Linked DNA regions of Mus musculus: regions 1, 3 and 4 are each linked to region 2. Evidence: chromatin contacts called from public Hi-C and promoter capture Hi-C data. All regions are on one chromosome and are shown on one strand. The core of a region is the stretch at or near the end of the contact, and the rest is flanking DNA. Distances in the headings are between cores, read along the strand shown. Region 1 holds the start of Ppm1a (protein phosphatase 1A, magnesium dependent, alpha isoform). Region 2 holds the start of Frmd6 (FERM domain containing 6). Region 3 holds the start of L2hgdh (L-2-hydroxyglutarate dehydrogenase). Region 4 holds the start of Lrr1 (leucine rich repeat protein 1).

What was found. Promoter capture Hi-C pulls out the DNA fragments that hold promoters and counts their contacts. Hi-C and Micro-C count contacts between places; a contact is called where the count stands out from the background.
Region 1: a contact with region 2 is called in a promoter capture Hi-C map of pre-B cells, with 4 times the contacts expected there. The contact joins the promoter of Ppm1a here to the promoter of Frmd6 in region 2. A contact is called at or near these places in 1 of 39 promoter capture datasets (pre-B cells), 2 of 115 datasets of contacts at active chromatin or transcription factors (microglia and pro-B cells) and 1 of 9 other capture datasets (liver).
Region 3: a promoter capture Hi-C map of pre-B cells shows a contact between it and region 2, with 2.9 times the contacts expected there. The contact joins the promoter of L2hgdh here to the promoter of Frmd6 in region 2. A contact is called at or near these places in 4 of 39 promoter capture datasets (the C10 cell line, liver, neutrophils and 1 more), 2 of 115 datasets of contacts at active chromatin or transcription factors (astrocytes and extraembryonic endoderm stem cells) and 1 of 9 other capture datasets (liver).
Region 4: a contact with region 2 is called in a Hi-C map of CD8 T cells, with 4 times the contacts expected there. The contact joins the promoter of Lrr1 here to the promoter of Frmd6 in region 2. A contact is called at or near these places in 1 of 39 promoter capture datasets (pre-B cells), 4 of 484 Hi-C or Micro-C datasets (CD4 T cells, CD8 T cells, centrocytes and 1 more), 2 of 115 datasets of contacts at active chromatin or transcription factors (large pre-B cells and pancreatic cancer cells) and 2 of 9 other capture datasets (adipose tissue and liver).

The regions. Positions count from the first base shown.
Region 1 is chr12:72,758,589-72,762,707 of GRCm38.p6, reverse strand. Ppm1a (protein phosphatase 1A, magnesium dependent, alpha isoform) reads right to left here and starts at 1,497. Exons shown (of 6, transcript NM_008910.3): 1 at 1,077-1,497.
Region 2 is chr12:70,823,190-70,827,315 of GRCm38.p6, reverse strand. It overlaps Frmd6 (FERM domain containing 6), which reads right to left and starts at 1,802. Exons shown (of 14, transcript NM_028127.3): 1 at 1,743-1,802.
Region 3 is chr12:69,722,641-69,726,766 of GRCm38.p6, reverse strand. It overlaps L2hgdh (L-2-hydroxyglutarate dehydrogenase), which reads left to right and starts at 1,893. Exons shown (of 10, transcript NM_145443.2): 1 at 1,893-2,113. The coding sequence starts at 1,971. Dmac2l (distal membrane arm assembly complex 2 like) reads right to left here and starts at 1,822. Exons shown (of 5, transcript NM_026536.2): 1 at 1,753-1,822.
Region 4 is chr12:69,167,277-69,171,515 of GRCm38.p6, reverse strand. Lrr1 (leucine rich repeat protein 1) reads right to left here and starts at 2,702. Exons shown (of 4, transcript NM_001081406.2): 1 at 2,454-2,702. The coding sequence starts at 2,660.

The sequences.
Region 1 (4,119 bases), core at 248-2,747, 1.9 Mb before region 2:
TAACTACAGAAATAATCTTTGGCAAAGGCCCAGAATACAGAAAAGGTTAAAGGGAGGTGAGAACCAAGCACTATGTAGTGAGCCCTCAGAAACCCTAAAATCCTAAGGCCCAGAAAACAATCATTTAAGTTCTATGATTCTTCAGCAGGCTTCTCCTCCATCCAGTAGTAGTCATGTTTGAAATCTGAAAGCCAGGGTTTAAAAAGATTGTTTTTGTTTTTTTCTCTGAACCGTGGAAAACTACTCATTTTCGTAACGTCAAAATCATTTATTCTTCTCAAACAATGCCAATCTCCTTATACTCTAACCGCGCGGTTAAAAATATACCAGGAGCATTATTCCAACTATCAGGAAACTTGGGGTGGGGGCGGCATCGTAGATTGCTTAGACTCTGACCTTTGTGGATTTCTAAGTATCGTGTAGTGTTTGAGAAAAGAGAAAAACACTTTGGATGATGAAATTTGCAAAAGATCTAAAACTCCAGTTGGCAGAAGGCTCTCCACAGCCAGCTGTCTTTCAAGAAGGGGATCCGAGTGTGTTTACAACCTACAAGCAGAAGGGAGCCAAGCCTAAACTAAACTCTAACATAAAGAACTTTCCTCCAATATATCAGGCCAAAATGATGCAAAACCTGTAGTTTACTTCAATGGGTTTGCTCCAAGCCGGAATAATGAATGAAATGGAGGCATCACTACTGAGTTGGGGGCCTCACTTTCAACCCAGCGGGTGAGTCTCCAAATCCAGTGAACTCACGGGCTGATCTGCTTCAAGGGGAGACCCCGCTGCAGGCTCCCCGAAAGTTCCGCGGCCGCCAGTGTCCGCCCCGCCCGGCCGAGGGTCGCGCCCCCTCCCAGCCGCCGCACACACCCCGCCTCCGCCCCCGCCGCGTGTTAACCCCTCGCCACCCGGCGCGGGCTCGGGGAGGAGGCCGCCCAGGGGGTGGAGTTGTCGCGTCTCCTCCCGGGATCGCCCGGGCAGACGCCCGGCTTGTTTACAGGCCCCAGGCCTGGCCGCCGCCGCACAGGCCCTCCGCCCGCCCGCCCTCGCCCTCTTCCTCGCCCTCGCGCCGCGCTTACCCGGAGCAGCCGCGGGCGGGCGGGTCCCTCGGTCGGCCGGGGCGGCGGTGGCGACGGCGGCCGGGCACGGGGTCCCGCGACGGCGGCCGGGCCCGGGCGGAGGAGGGGAGGAGCCGGGCTGGGTCCGGGCCCCCGGCTCTCGGAGCCCTCGCGGCTCAGATCATCCGGGCGTCGGAGCGGGAGGCAGAGAGCGGGGCCCGCGGGAGGCGGAGGAGGCGCCGAGGACTCATCGCTTTCCGCCCCACCTGCCTGGGCCCCCCTCCCCCCGCCCCAGCCACCCGATCCCGAGCTGCGGACCCGGCCGGCGCGGAGACCACGGCGTTCTAGCTCCTGCGCGCGCTCCCGCCCCTAGCGCCGCCACCGCCGCCGCCTCTAGCGCGGCCCCGCGCACGCGCGCTCTCGACACCGCTGCCCCTCGCCCGGCCCCGCCCCGCCCCGCGCCGCCGTTTCCCCCACCCCCGGCCCTGCAGCTGCGGCGCGGCCCATGGGCTGGAGAGACCCGGATGTGGGAGGGCCGGAACTGCGGCTTGGGCGGGGGAGGGGCGGCGGTGACGTCACTGCCCTGCGCTGCTCCTCAGGTCGCTGCCGCGGGCCGATCCCTAGGGAGCGTGGACGTCCTGGGTGCGAGCCAGGCGCGCGGCCTTCGCGCTAGGGCGCAGAGGGCCTCTCCAAACCCGGCTGTCGTCGTCGTCCGCACCCGACTCTTACACCTGCCTACGGACGCCGGTCTCCAGGTGCAGTCTCGGTTAGCGCCCGGCACAGGGGACTCAGCCTGCCCCTTCGACCCCACGAGGCGCACACGAGTGCCGCGGCCATACCGCAGACGTGCGTGTGCAAACCGTTCACGCCTTGGGACACGTGCCTAGCTAGAGCTTCTCGCGGGTTGTCCCCGAGTCCCTGCAGGGATTCCGAATTGTATTTATGTGCACGTTACGGGGTCACGTGATTCGGGCTCAACGGGCACCTCCAAAGACCTCCAGTGGGGCTAATGGAACCGAGGGTTTTTCAAAATCTAGAGGATAATCAGAAACGTGACAGCTGCTTTCACGGAGAGCTAGAGATGAGCAAAAGGTAACTGCACGTGCAGGCGGCCAAAATCCAGTTTAGCTAGCTCGACCACAGAAAACCCGACCCACGCTGCTTGCCGACGCCGGGATAGAATGACAAACCCTAGGCAGCCAATGAATCAGAGCTGGAAAGCAGTACATCACCAGTATGAGTTCCCATTGGTTGGGTGTGCCTTCCCAGCTTTTCAGTCACCAGCTTAACCCTTACAACCAAATTCGCAGGAATAGAAGTTTAAGAGAGATTCTGATATAATACAAAGAAAAAGCATATATTCCGCTGAAATAGGCTAATGCTTTAAAAAAAAAAATACTAAAACTATTAGCCAAATTGAGTTCAGACCAGTAACAAGATTAATTTCAGTAAGGCCTTCCCCTTTTCTCTGGTGCTTACTGCAGTTTGCCACCCCGCTACTTCGTGTCTCTTATAAACCACTCCATTGTCTTGACTCTTAGATCAAATACAACCTGCTTTTGCCGGCTGTCATCCCGCAAACTATTTCTCTATTTTGGATGTTGTGGTAACCATTTCTGATATTTTCACCACGACTTATGGAAGATGATTCCCTTTTCTTCACTTTTACACCTGACATCAATGGCAGGACCACATGTGAGACTGCCAATTCCCAGCAGACACTATCTTCACTGACCCTCCAAATCACTCAGTATTTTGGGAATACGATGAATTTGTAGCACCTCCAGGTATATAAAGTAAAAATAAAATTCACTATACAGTTCTTAATTCTTTTCTATACAAGTGCAGAAATAAATGAAATTAGGTGCGAAATCTTTTAATGAAATGCTGTTTTATTATTATATACAATATGTTGTTTAGGTTTTGTTAAGTGGGGATGCTGAGGATTAAAACCATGTCAAGTCCTCAACCATTAAGCTCTGTCCTCAGCCCTGGTTAGGGTTTTTGTTATGTGCTTGTTTTGTTTTTGAGACAAGGTCTCTATGTAGTGCTTGCTGGCCTCAAACATACAAGGATCCTCCCAGACTGCCTCTGGATTGCTGATAGTACAAGCATGTGCCACCATACCTGACTCAATTCTTAGTACTACTATTAATACTTAAAACAAGTTACTGCACGATGGGCATACAAAAGTCATGTTGTGACAGCCACCATTTAGTGCTCTGTGTGTCTGTGTGTCTGTCTGTGTGTGTACAGAGTCTTGGCTTTCCCAGGCTGACTCTTGTGAAACTGAGGATTACTTTAACTGGTCCTCCTGCTTCCACATCCCTACCACCACACCTGTCTACAGTGCTCTTAAACAATACATTTTCTCGTTGAAGAGCTGAGTCATCTGTGGCAGTACACATGATAGGAAATTGGGAGGTTTTTGTCTGGGTTTTTAGGTTTACATTCCTGTAGTCTCTCTGTCCTATCTTTGTAAGAAAACTTGAGTAACAGAAGAGGTAAGAAAAAATACAATTTGATATAGTATGTAATATATAAAATATAATGATGAGATTTCTTTTTCCAGGAGTCTGACCAGTCAGTATATCACAGACAGCCAGTCAGTTGTGTCTCTGGACACCATTTGTAGTGTGAATGAGGAAACTTGTGGGCCATAAATTTAACATTTAGGAACTCGGAATTAGACATTAATATTGTCTAATGAAAGTTATTTGATTTTGATATTCCCTTCTATTATCAAATTTTTGGTGGTGGTGTTGAAACAGGGTCTCAAAAATAAACAGCCAAGTAAAAGTCAAAGATGTGGCACGCCCAGTTCCTACAGGAAGTTCTTAGTTCCTACAGGAAGCCTTTCTCAATCCCATTCTTACATTCAGACAAGAAGGCACAGCCAAGCCTTTATCTGTTGTGTTTGCTACTTCCCAGGTGTTAGTTCTTCCTTTATGACCAGTCTCAAGTCACCAAGATTAAGTCTCTGAATTTCTAACACTTAGACACAATATGCACATATTACCTCAGAAACACATAGCCCTGGCTGTCCTGAAACTCACACTTTCCT
Region 2 (4,126 bases), core at 553-3,052:
GAGAAGATATCCTGCAGATAACTTGATATAGGATATCCCCGGGGGGACCCTCGCCATCCAATAATCTACCAGAGGTCTCCTTTACTATAAAATATTAAGTGAGTATGTTTATAAACATACCCTCCCCTTAAAACCCTCACATTTCCATGTCAACCACCTCCAGTTGTGGAGTATTCTCATTTTTAACGTAAAACTATAATTTCTCAAAACCACACCCAAGGAAAATGATTAGGTGCTAGAAGTTTTACTACAAAGGACCGAAGCAAAAGGCATCTGTTTTCCTGCTCCATTCTGCTCTCTTCCCCTCCCCCACTCTCCATCCTGCAAGCCATTTGTAGGTCTTGGCTGTTACAACTTTCTACAGCACTCTCAATGCTCTAGATTCGGGATAAGAGAAAACAAACAAACAAAAACTCTTTTTGTCCTTTCAACAAAGTCGGGCCTAAATTTATGCTCTGTTCTTAAGAAAACTCAAAAGTCACAGGCCTTTTAAATGACAGATGTATTACGGAAAATTTTCCCCACAGAGTTTTTGATGCTGTGAAATATCAACTCCCTGAAACCACAGAAAGGAAATGACTTACATTCTTGGAAAATGAAGCCACTAGCAGTTTTCTCCAAAAGCATTCTCTAATCCCCAAACTACACACTGTGGCAACAGTGGGTATTTCGTGCAAAAACTAAATGTAGGTGGATGCTTCGAAGACCGGTAAACAAACACCACTCGGTCCAAAGAAAGGGGGGAATCATGCGTGGAAAATCTGGCAAGGTACGCTTTCCCTTCCACGTTCAAACGCGCCGAGAATCCTTGCACAAGTTTTCCTTCCTCGCAGTGGGCACTACACAGCTCCCGGGGTGCAATGCTAGCAAAACAGACTGGCCGCTTATATAAATAAATAAACAAATCCCCCAAAGGTGTAAGGGGGCCACTGAGCCAGAATTTCTTCCGACACTAGCCACACAACTGTACGGTCTGAAAATTGTTCCAGCTTTTATCTCAACTTTAAATGTGCTTGCTTTGACAGCTTTCCATCCATTCCTGCCTTTAAGAAAGCGCTCCACCATCAGGCTAAGCCATTCTAGAACTCCAAGTGTTGTTTAAATCCTGTAGACTTCACTTGGGTGGCCCCGAGCTGTCCACATCCCCGCTTTCCCGGAGGGGAGGCTAGTGGTCTCCTTTACCTGGTCGTGTTAAGTTCCTCCAGAAACCAAAATTCTGCAGGCCGCACCCGGGACTCGTGTGTCCCCAAGGCCCCCTTCAGGGTTTCCCACACTAGGCACTGGCGGGGATACCGGACAGACGCGCTGGGGTGCCTTCCCGAAGTGGGCTGTCCGGCCTGCGCGCACAACAGGCAATACCGCACATCGCTCGGGTACGCGGGACTCACGGCTCGTCCCAGCTAGTTACGGACGGGGCGCTACAGGCAGGCACCCCTCGAGCCAGAGTCTCGGAGATCGGGGCGCAGGAACGCAGAGCCCAGCCCCCTAGCTCCGCGCTTCCCTCGCGGCCGAGGCTGCCCGGGGGCCCCGGGCCTCCCGCCCCGGCGTGGGCGAGCTCCAACTCGCGGAGAGGCGACCTGCCCGCCCGGTGCCCGACGCCCAGAGCCCCGTGAGAAAGAAGAAAGACGCCGAGAGCGGCAAAGCCGGGAATCGCACTTTAGACCAGCAGGGGGCACAGCGGCGGCCAGGGCGCGCCGTCCCAGAAAGGGGGCCAGCAGGCCGGCGCCCGCTCCCGCGCGTACCTCCAAAGTCGACAGCGCCAGGCTTCCGACTCACAACCGGCGTCTGCTCCAGCGGCGCCGAGCCTACTCGCAGCTCCCAGCACTCCTGCTGCCGCCAGACCAACGCTGCAGCTGCCCCGCCCCCCGCCCACGCCTTCCGCTCCGCCCCCTCGAGTTCACGCCCACGGCCCGCCCGAGACACGCCCTCCCTGCTCGAGGCCCCGCCCCGCCCCAAATTGAAGGCGGAGACCGAGCAGCGGAAGAAGCAGAGAGCTGGGGTGATCGCGGCTGCACGTGGAGCGCTGCCCCCCCCCGCCCCGCCCCGCTCCGCCCCGGACCCAACCAAGAGTCCTGCGGAGGGGTGAAGAGACCCAGGGACCAGGGGACGCGGGTGACATCGGATAACCGAGTCGGGCTCAAGTGGGTTATATAGAGTGAGATATGCTTTGCATGCCTTTCCCAAAGGGACAGAGGCTTCGGTGCGAGGGTAATAGACTGTCCGCCCTCCCCTCCTTCGGAATGGTCCCCTTCTCCGCTCATGCCCCCCCCCCCCCCATCCTCCCGCACACCCTAGTCCCTAGCCTCTCCCTCACAGGCCTAGACGGGTTACCTGGGGGTGGTTGTTTTACGTGAGCTGCGGCTTAATAAATCTGAACTGGGGCGGCCCCTGCGAGAAGAGGAGATTTCGTGATTCCTCTATCCCCCTCCCGTCAGGCGCCCACTTCGACCTCACGGTTTTTATCCTGCATGTGGGCTGTGAGTGCCGCCTAAGCCCATCCGCCCCCGCTCAGTCTGTCTCCCCAGGTTGAAACAGCCGCTGCCTGTGGCCCTCAAAATGATGTGTACCCTTGGTGAAGGTTGCCGGCTTGGCTGTGAGCAGTGCAAAAGACAGCCCTAGAAGATTTCAATAACCCCAAAGATCCCAAGAGGAATGGAGGGTTCTTTGCTCCTTTTGGTAGTCGGGTAAAGAAGCGAAGTCCACTTGTTTGTGCTGCACCTATCTGGACCTGCTTAGGTGTCTAGCAGCTTAAGTGTGTGTGTGTGGTGGGGGCACTGCCACCCACAGTTACAAGCTTCTAAGTGTTTTGTGGATGGTGCTGCTCCAGTGAGGAGAATCTGAGATTCTAGCTTTTTCATGTAGGTGCAGACACCTGAGGAAGAACACTTGATACCCCATAGAAGCTGTATTTGAAATAGCTGATTGCTGTGATTAAACACCAAACCAAACCAAAGCGTTTATTTCTGCACACAGCTCTCAAGTCACACTGCGTCGCTGAGGGAAATCAAGACAAGAACTCAATGCAGAAACCCGGCATGGCCGTGGAAAAGTGTTTCTTACCGGCCAGGCTCAGCTTGCTTCTTTATGTATGTAGGACCACCAAGCCAGGGACTGTAGCCCCTCTCCCTTCCATGTGAGCTGGGCCCTTTGACATCAATCATCAATTAGAAAATTCACCAAAGGCCAGTGTGGTTGGGGGCAGGTCTCAAGAGTTGAAGTTCCCTCTTCCCAAATAATCTAGCTTGTGTCAAATTGACATAAAAACTAGCCAGCCAGCCTGGTGGGCCATGGTGGCGCAGACCTTTAATCCCAACCCACAGGAGGCAGAGATGGGCAGGTGGATCTCTGAGTTTGAGGCCAGCCTGGTCTACAGAGTGAGTTCCAGGACAGCCAGGACTACACAGAGAAACCTTGTCTTGGAAACAAAACAAAACAAACAAAAGACTCCAAAACAACTATCCAGCAGACCTTTCAATTGCCTTTCCATTTTGGAGACCGTGAATAGTAAGTTGTTGCTGGCTTCCACAAGTGTGAGCACGTACAAAAAAAGATATTTTTCTCTCTTTTTATATTTACTCCGGATGAGTGCAAATTGGGTATTAATTGGTAATCAACTGCTGTCTAATGAGATAAACCAGCATACAAACAAGAAACATAGTACTATTTTGGAAAAAAGTTTCCTAAATCTGACTTATTTTCAGGTTTCATATATGAGAATCTAGCAGAGAAAAAAACCCCAGCATATTGTTAGACTGTGAAACATAACTGTGATTATAAAGCAATTAGGTAACCCAAAGAGCAAAGTATCTTATGGAGCTTTTTTTAAAAAAAGAAAGTGTGAGATCAGACTTATTGTCCAGGGCTAGATTGTGGTAAAATTTACTATGTGAAATTTTTTTTTTCTGAATTGTAATGGTCATATTAACAGTGTGAAGACCACAATAATCACTCTTACATGATATATTTTTGTAAACCATTTCAAGCTATCTAAGTTGGTTTTATAAACTTTATAAAATGCCCCTTGGAAGCAGCATGCAGCCAACTAAAGGGGACTGAGAAAGGATGTGTTTCTTATCACAGGATGGGCTCTTAATGTGCTCCTTACAATGAAGAATGCAGCAGGTCT
Region 3 (4,126 bases), core at 644-3,143, 1.1 Mb after region 2:
GTCTGTCCTGTTAAGCTGGTCTAACCCTAAAGATGAAGGACTACCATCAAGCACCGAATGGGAATTACATTGGTATGGTGACAAAGAACCACAAAGTTTTACAGTTATAAGGTCTTTTAAGTGACTGCATAGCTCTCATTTTTACAGTGGAGGAAACACAAGTGCCCTCCCCTGTGAGTGGCTATCTGGAGGCATGGACATTTAAAGCTCTCTCTTAGTCTAGTGATTAAGGAAAGGTTGAGCCAGGAAGTCTGCATGGGACTGACCTAGGCACATATGTTATACTTGTGTAGCTTGGTTTTCTTTTTTTTTTTTTTTTGTTTTTTTTTTTTTTAAGATTTATTTATTTATTTATTTATTTATTATATGTAAGTACACTGTAGCTGTCTTCAGACACTCCAGAAGAGGGGAGTCAGATCTCGTTATGGATGGTTGTGAGCCACCATGTGGTTGCTGGGATTTGAACTCAGGACCTTCGGAAGAGCAGTCGGGTGCTCTTACCCACTGAGCCATCTCACCAGCCCGTAGCTTGGTTTTCAAGTGGGATAAGCAGGAGCCCGCCTTTGGGACCCTTTTCTCCTACTGGGCTGCCCTGTCTAGCTTCAAGAGGAGAGAATGTGTCTAGTCTTATGCAACGTCACATACAGTGGCTGGTTGATATCCATAGGAGGCTGCCCCTTTTCCTAAGTGGGTGGGTGGGGGTGGGGTCGATAGTGAGAAGAAGGCTACAGCGCTTTGGATGCCTGCTTTTAAAAATTTGGCAAGAATTTGAGGTTGGGCCAGGACTGGGAAGTAGGCTCAAGATGAACACAGCTGAGGACAGAGTTATTTTGTATTTTGATGGGTCTTGATAAGACTCTGAATACAACTATCATGGCACCTTTGTTTAGGCTTTGTTCCTTAACTCTGTTTATGACTTAGGACTGACCTTATTCTTTGCATGTACTTAGAATTGTATAAAAGCAGACTGACTGGAGGAAAAATAACCTTGCTTCAACCTCAGAACGGGCTAGGGTTATGTTAATAGTACTGTCTAATTGTCTTTTTCTTTTCAATTTTTTCATCCCTCCCTGGAGAACCTGTTGACTGAGCTGGCTTAGTCAGGAAGGCCTGAGAGAAGGAAGGGGAAGCTGGGGCAGAGATGTAAATTAATAAAGAAAAGTTTGGGGCTAGAGAGATGGCTCTATGGTTAAGACTGTTAACTGGTCTTACCTGAGGGCCTAGATTCCCAGCACCCACATGGCAGCTCAGAATTTCCAGTTCCAGGCGATCCTGTACTCCCCTTTCTGGTCTCACAAACTCCTGCACATACCTGTTGCAATAAGCTCGCATAGGCACATATACAAGTCAATAATAGAAACCAAAAAAACAACACTAAATGACGACAGAGACCGAGCCGTCTACTTTCATCCAGCGCCTAGCTCAGCGCCCGATATTTACAAGCTGAGTCAGTGGTTGAATGAACAACCAACCAGGAGCCCCATGAAGGGCCCAGAAACCTGCGGGCAATCAGCAGGGTAGTGACAGGGAGCGGCAGGAGGTGGCTTAGTCCCCAGCTCCCGGGCCACAGCGTCGCCAACCGACCAGGAGGCGTGGCCGAAGGAGAGGCCGCAGGAGCCAGGGGTCACCCCGACATGCCCAGCCTTCTCTGGCGGAACAGCGCCGGCGTCCAGTCAAGCCTGTGCGGGCGGAGGTCCCGGAGAGTGGAACCACCACCCGGTCCCCGCCTTCGCCCTAGCTCCTCTTACTCACGGCGTGCTGCGTCCCTGCGCCTGGCCGGCCCTTCGCCCTCGGTCTTTTCCTTCCACGGCGCTCGCTCATTGGCCAGCGGAGACCACGCCCACGTCAGGCAAACGCGCGTGTTTCATTGGCTCTCGTCTGGGGGCGGGGCTGGAGAGCGGCGCGCTTCACCCTTAGAGTCCGTTCAGGTTGCGGGTGCTGGGGTGGAGGGAGGGGAGGTGGCGCAGGCCATGTGGCCGACCCTGCGCTACGTAGGCGGTGTCTGCGGACTGGCCCGGTACTGCGTGGCTGGGGGCTTCCTCCGCGCAAGTGGACCGGCGTCCGGGGTGCCCGGGCTACTGTGCGGGGGTGGCCGCAGAAGCTCCAGCACCAGGTAAGTGAGAGGCGGCGGCCTGCACTTGCTGTTCCGCTCAGGGATCTCCAACTGAACCTGTCTGTGTCCCCCGACTCGATGTCTCTGTCCCCGGCGAGGAAGTCCTGATTCTGTGGTCCAGCCTCGAATCCCAGGAGCTGCTGACCCGCAGGGTTCGTCCACTGCGTTTGTGCGCCATAGGAAAGGCAGTGTTGAGTTGAGGTCCGGAGCTAATCTGGCTCCGAATACACAACTCCTCTCCATTTCTTAACCACTCTAAAGGGTGACTGGTGACTAGGATCCTAGTCTGGCCCCTAGGTGGTCACTTTGAAGATTAAAAGACCTAGCACACTGCCAATAAGTATGCAGCTTCTTAACTATCATCCCCTGTGTTGCTTGGAAAATCCAGAACTTGGCTTCTGTGGGTCAGTTCCTTGCACACACTAGAGTTGTCCTCACTAGAAGCAACTCAGTTGCCTACTGTGAGCTGCCTAGGAAAGCTGGCAAATACAGTGTTCGGTGTGAAAGCTTTAAGGGCGGGGTGGAGGGGTGGGGGTGGGGGAGCTTTTGATTGTTTGAGACAAGGTAGACCATGCGAATGGATTTAGTGGCAGACCGAGGTGTGGCACGACCCTGGAGAGGGGCAGTGTTTTTGTTTAAGACGCGTTTAAAGCATGTTAAACGGTACTGGTTTGTTTTCCTTTGGCTGTCCTATGACTCCGGTGTAGATCAGGCTGGCCTCTAATGCCTCAAGCTATCAACCTGCCACTCCTTTCCTAGTGCAGGAATTAAAGGCACGTGCCACCCAACCTGCGCCACCTTAACTTTTGAGACTGGATCTCTCCCAATTTCTCTCCCTCTCCCTGTCCCCCTCCCTTTTTCCCTCCCCCTCCGTGTGTGTGTGTGTGTGTGTGTGTGTGTGTGTGTGTTTCTATCTGTCACTTGCTTTTTCCACATGGGGTCTCTCTTTGTATCCTGGCTATCTTGTTGACCAGGCTGTCCTTGAACTCAGAGATCTTCAGTGTCTGCAGGGATTAAAGGTGTTTGCCTCCACTGCCTCGGGGCAGGAGAGGGATGGGGTGGGGGATAGGGTCTCTTGAGGTGATTGGTTGGTTGCTCAGTAAGCACGAGGGATCTGCCTGTCTCCCTGCCCCTGATCCCAAGGTTACATGGGTTGAACAAGGAATGCCCTTACATAAAGGTGCTTTGGGTACAAACTCAAGTCCTCACTTGTATGGCAAGCACTTTGCCAATTAACCATTTTCTTATCCCAGTTTTTAAAATACTGATTATTTTGAAACAATTGTAGACCTATAGAAAGTTGCAAAAATTATAGAATGGTTTTATGTCACCTTCCTCCTGTCCCACCATTTGCCTTGGTGTTAATGTTGATACAATGCACACATTCAGGTTTTACCAAATTTATGTGCATTCTGTGTTCTGTGTATAGCTCTATACAGTTTAATCATATTTTGTGTAATCTCAGTTTGGGCATAGAAATGCTCTATTGTGGGCCTGGACACGGGTGCCCTCTAAGGTGTCAGGGCCCGGTTATTAGTGAGCTTTTGAGGATCACCAAAGACGAGCCCTGACAGCTGCCCACAGCTCTGCCAGACACTGGGCTATAGCAGCTGCCCTGGTAGCAACATGAATGAACAGTATCTGCCAAGTGCTGGCTTTCTAATAGTCAGCAGTGATACCAGCCAAAAAGTAAGGTTTAGGGACTTTCCTGGATCCTGTAACTGTGGACTAGGTCTTTGCTGGATTTGGTCTGTGTTCCCATTTTGGCAGGTTTGGGGGCCTCCATGCTAGGTTCTAAGCTTAGGATGGTGCCTATAACATGATTGGTTGTGCTAAGGTCTATGGGCCTCTGAAAGCATCTCTGGAGAGAAAACCTTGACCATAACCTATCCTCCCATAACCTATCCTCAGGTAGAGGCATCTATCTGCTGGTTGTCTCATGTAGGAGGCCTCCACCCTCACCATCCTTTGGTTCACTTTCATCCATGGTTCCCCTGACTCCTTCCCTGCCAC
Region 4 (4,239 bases), core at 1,453-3,952, 1.7 Mb after region 2:
GCCTGCCACCAGATTATCTGCAAGCTCCACCAGAGCAGAAAGCTTGTCTTGTTGCCATGTTAACCTCTGTATTGCATCAACAGCTGGCATAACTGATCTCAACCCTTTTCATAACATATGTTTTCTGCTTTAGACTTCAACAACTCTTTACTGAGAGGCAGTTATGTACCAGGCATAATGAGAACTTTGGAGCGGTATTTAGTAAGAATGGTATGGTGGCCAGGCAGTGGTGGCAGTGGTGGCACATGCCTTTAATCCCAGCACTTGGGAGGCAGAGGCAAGCTGATTTCTGAGTTTAAGGCCAGCCTGGTCTACAGAGTGAGTTTCAGGACAGCCAGGGCTACCCAGTGAAACCCTGTCTCAAAAACAAACAGAATGGTATGATGACAGCAGGTACTGAACGAGATGGTTATTAAATAAGCACAACAAAAGGAAAGCAGGAAACCTTTCCCAGTTTGGAGTAGAAATGTGGTGTTAAAGAAATAAAAGCCAGGGCACTGATCACTGGGTTAGAGGGAAAGAGCACTTCAGGTGAAGGGAACACAGGAAAAGCCAGGAAGGAGAGCTTGTAACTGTAAGGAAGGAGAGCTTGTAACTGTAAGGAGTCAAGGATTCAGAAATGTAGGTTGGATAAGAAGGTTTTCTGGGGGGATGGGCACAGCTGAGTATGAAAAGAAAACAACCAAGAGTCAAGAAAGTTCAAGAACTGCCAGGCAGTGGTGGCACATGCATGCTTTTAATCCTGACACTGATGGAGAAGGAGGGGGTGGAGGAGGGGGCAGAGGCAGGTAGATTTCTGAGTTTGAGGCCAGCCTGGTCTACAAAGTGAGTTCCAGGACAGCCAAGGCTATACAGAGAAAACATGTCTCAAAAAACGAAAAAAAAAAAAAAAAGAAAGAAAGAAAGAAAGAAAACAAACAAAACAAAACAAAAACAAAAACAAAAACAAAAAAAAAGATTTAAGAACCATGAAATTCATTAAAGGATTGAAGAAACAATTAGATCTGCATTAAATTCTTCCTGGAAAGCTAGGTGTGGTAGCTCACACTTTTAATCCCAGAACTCAGGAATTCACAGCTATATGGATCTTTGTGAATTCCAGGCCAGATCTACAGAGTTCCAGGACAGTTGAGCTACACATAGTAAGAGCCTGTTTTAAAACAACAACAACAACAACAACTGGCTCTTGGAACTGGCGCGTGCCTTTAATCCCAGCAACTGGGACAGATGGGACAGAAACAGCAGAAATTTTTATGAGTTTGAAGCCTGCCTGGTCTACAGTGAGCTCCAGACCAGCCATAGTTACAGAGCAAGACCTTGTCTCAATACATACATGTATACATTTAATTTTTTTTTCTCCTAGAACTGCAGTGTAAAGTCTTAGCTGAACTTAGCTGAAGGACAGGATAAAAGACAACATAGAACCAGACTCCTTAATAGCCTAGACAGGCAGGATTTAGATTAATGCCTGGGTGGAAGACGTTGTTAAAATGGTAGAATCTTTGCCTATCTTGCCTGTCATGCATAAAGCCCTAGGTTCTGCCCTCAACACAGTAGTACAAACCAGGTGTGTAGTGGTAACCCCAGAACTTGGGCGGGCTGTAGAGGCATGTGGATCAGGAAGTCAAGGTCCTCCTTACCACTACTAGCCTAACATGCACAAGGTCCTGGGCTCCATCCCCAACACTCCAAAATTAAATGGATGAATGAATAAATAAAAATAAGTAACTTGAATAAGATAATGCTCTCTTCTCTCAACTAAGCATTTGTTGTGGATTATAATATGTGAGGTAAAGAATCCCGAAAACAGCTGGGCGTGGTGGTGCACGCCTTTAATCCCAGTACTTGGTAGGCAGAGGCAGGCGGATTTCTGAGTTCGTGGCCAGCCTGGTCTACAGAGTAAGTTCCAGGACAGCCAGGCCTACACAGAGAAACCCTGCCTTGAAAAACCAAAAAAAAAAAAAAAAAAGAATCCCGAAAACATAACATCCGCTAAAAAATCAGATGCAGGGTGAGGGACTCATTCCCTTATCTCCATTCATAGTTGACACAAAGACATCTTGTTTTGATCAAATAGCACTGCCTGGTAATGGAGGAAAACGGATTTTATAAACCTCGTTTTCAAACCTCCGGTTCAGACAGACTAGACTGGAGTTGGCCACCCGTCTCTGGACCTAAGTCGGGTCAAGCATTTTCTAAACAAATAACAGAGAGGATACATGTGGCAAACCTCTTCAACAACAACAACAATAACAACCACTCAAGTTTGGATAGTATTCATTGTTACATGCATTTTCTGTGTGCTGGAGATTTAACCAAAAGCCTCATATGCTGCTCTGCTTCAGTGTCGGAGGCTTGTACCCCGGCGGGATCGCTGTCTACCAACTCATACCCGCAGAAGCCAGCAGCTAAAGTAAGGAGGCGTGGGTGCTCAAGACGCTGGGGGCGCGTACCTTGTAGCTGGTTCCCTGCCTGTCCTTCATGGTGGAGACCAGCAGGCAGGCGTGGCCGCCCGGCTCTGCTCTTGCCTCAGGCTGCAGCTCATTCCTGCCCGGGGCCTGGCACAGGCTCACCACCGCTCGCACGCCCTTGCCTCGGCTCTTGAGCCCTAAGGTTGGCAAATGACAGCTACGGACCTCCACCTCGCAGGGCAGCCTCATCTTGCAGCTAAGTCGCCCGCTGGCCCGCAGGCTTTAAAACTTGGCGCCTCCCGCCTGACAGGTCTGCCGGGGTCCTCGCGATAGAGGTGTCCATGGTGCGCCTAAACCCATCGGCTTTGTGGCTTCTCGGAGTCCCACTCCAGTTTCCACGTAGAATGGTGGAATGCCCATGTTTTAGCATTATTTAACTTTTAATGACAGAACCTCTGCGTGCTCCGGAGCGCCCGGAGGATTTGTCCTCTGTTTTCGGACAGGCGGCCGCCGAGGGCACCATGTCCTTAAGCTGGGGGCGTGGTAGGTGTGGGTGTGTGCTGCCCGTCCTGGTGTTTCCCGCGCCCTTTGCTAGAGGCCAGCGGACCCGGGGATGGGGATAGCTGGAAGGCTGGTGTCACCTTGTTTATAGACACACACCCCAGCGAGAAAGCATTCTTGTTGGGCATTGCAAGTCAGAGCGGAGCTTTAGGTGACAATAACTGGCAAGGCAATTCCTGTTGAGCAAACTTTACTTTGCAGCCATGGTCGGCCTTGGAAAGGCAGTGGAGACCCACATTCACGCCTCATTTACTGAGCCCGTGGCGGTGGGAGATACCCTGGAGGGTCCCCCACCCGGTCAGAGGAGAAGGGGAGTGAGGGGAGGGTTGTGGGAGGGGATGAGCGGGATGTAAAGTGAATATGTAAAAAAAAAAAAAAAAAAACACTGCACACATCGGGTTGTCTTACCTTCAATGTCCTCGGTATCAACTTTCAAGTAAAAGCTACGAAATTGCTCAGCGACACTTATTTATTTGTTTGTTTGTTTGTTTATTTGTGTATCTATCTATCTATCTATCTGACCCCGGGCTAGGGAAGCGCTTACTCTCAGGTGAAGTGGTGCATTAGAAAACCCCCTTGCCTTACCTTGTAGTAAACAATTAATACAAGTTACACACTTGCAATTGTGAAATGGCTTTCAGAAATACCAATTTTCAATTTAACCGTGGCAAAATTCAAAATTATGATTTAGCCTTCAACGGACATCCCTGTTTACATATAACATGGTGAATTGTATCCGTGTTGGTTTCACATCCTCAAAACCACGTATTCAGGAGATAGGCAAAGACAATCAATTTGCACCCCACCACAAAAAATTCTCTTACACATTCATATGTTTTTAGTTGCTTAACATTTTTTTCTCCAGGCATTGTCACCTAAAGCTCTGCTGGGACTTGACATATGCTCCCTGATAGAGCATCAAAACATTTATTTTATTTTATGTATTCATTTTTTGGTTTTTCGAGACAGGGTTTCTCTGTATAGCCCAGGCTGTCCTGGAACTCACTTTATAGATCAGGCTGGCCTCAAACTCAGAAATCCAGCTGCCTCTGACTCCCAAGTGCTGGGATTAAAGGCGTGCGCCACCACAGCCCGGCACATCAAAACATTAGCAGCATTCTCAGGCTTATGGAAAAATTATATTTAAGCAAACCAGAATTTTTCAAGGACCATTAGGCTTCATAAATTACCTATTTTCGGTATTTGGGTGGATAATAGTAGAGATCGAAAATAGAACACCTGGGCTGGTGAGATGGCTCAGTGGGTT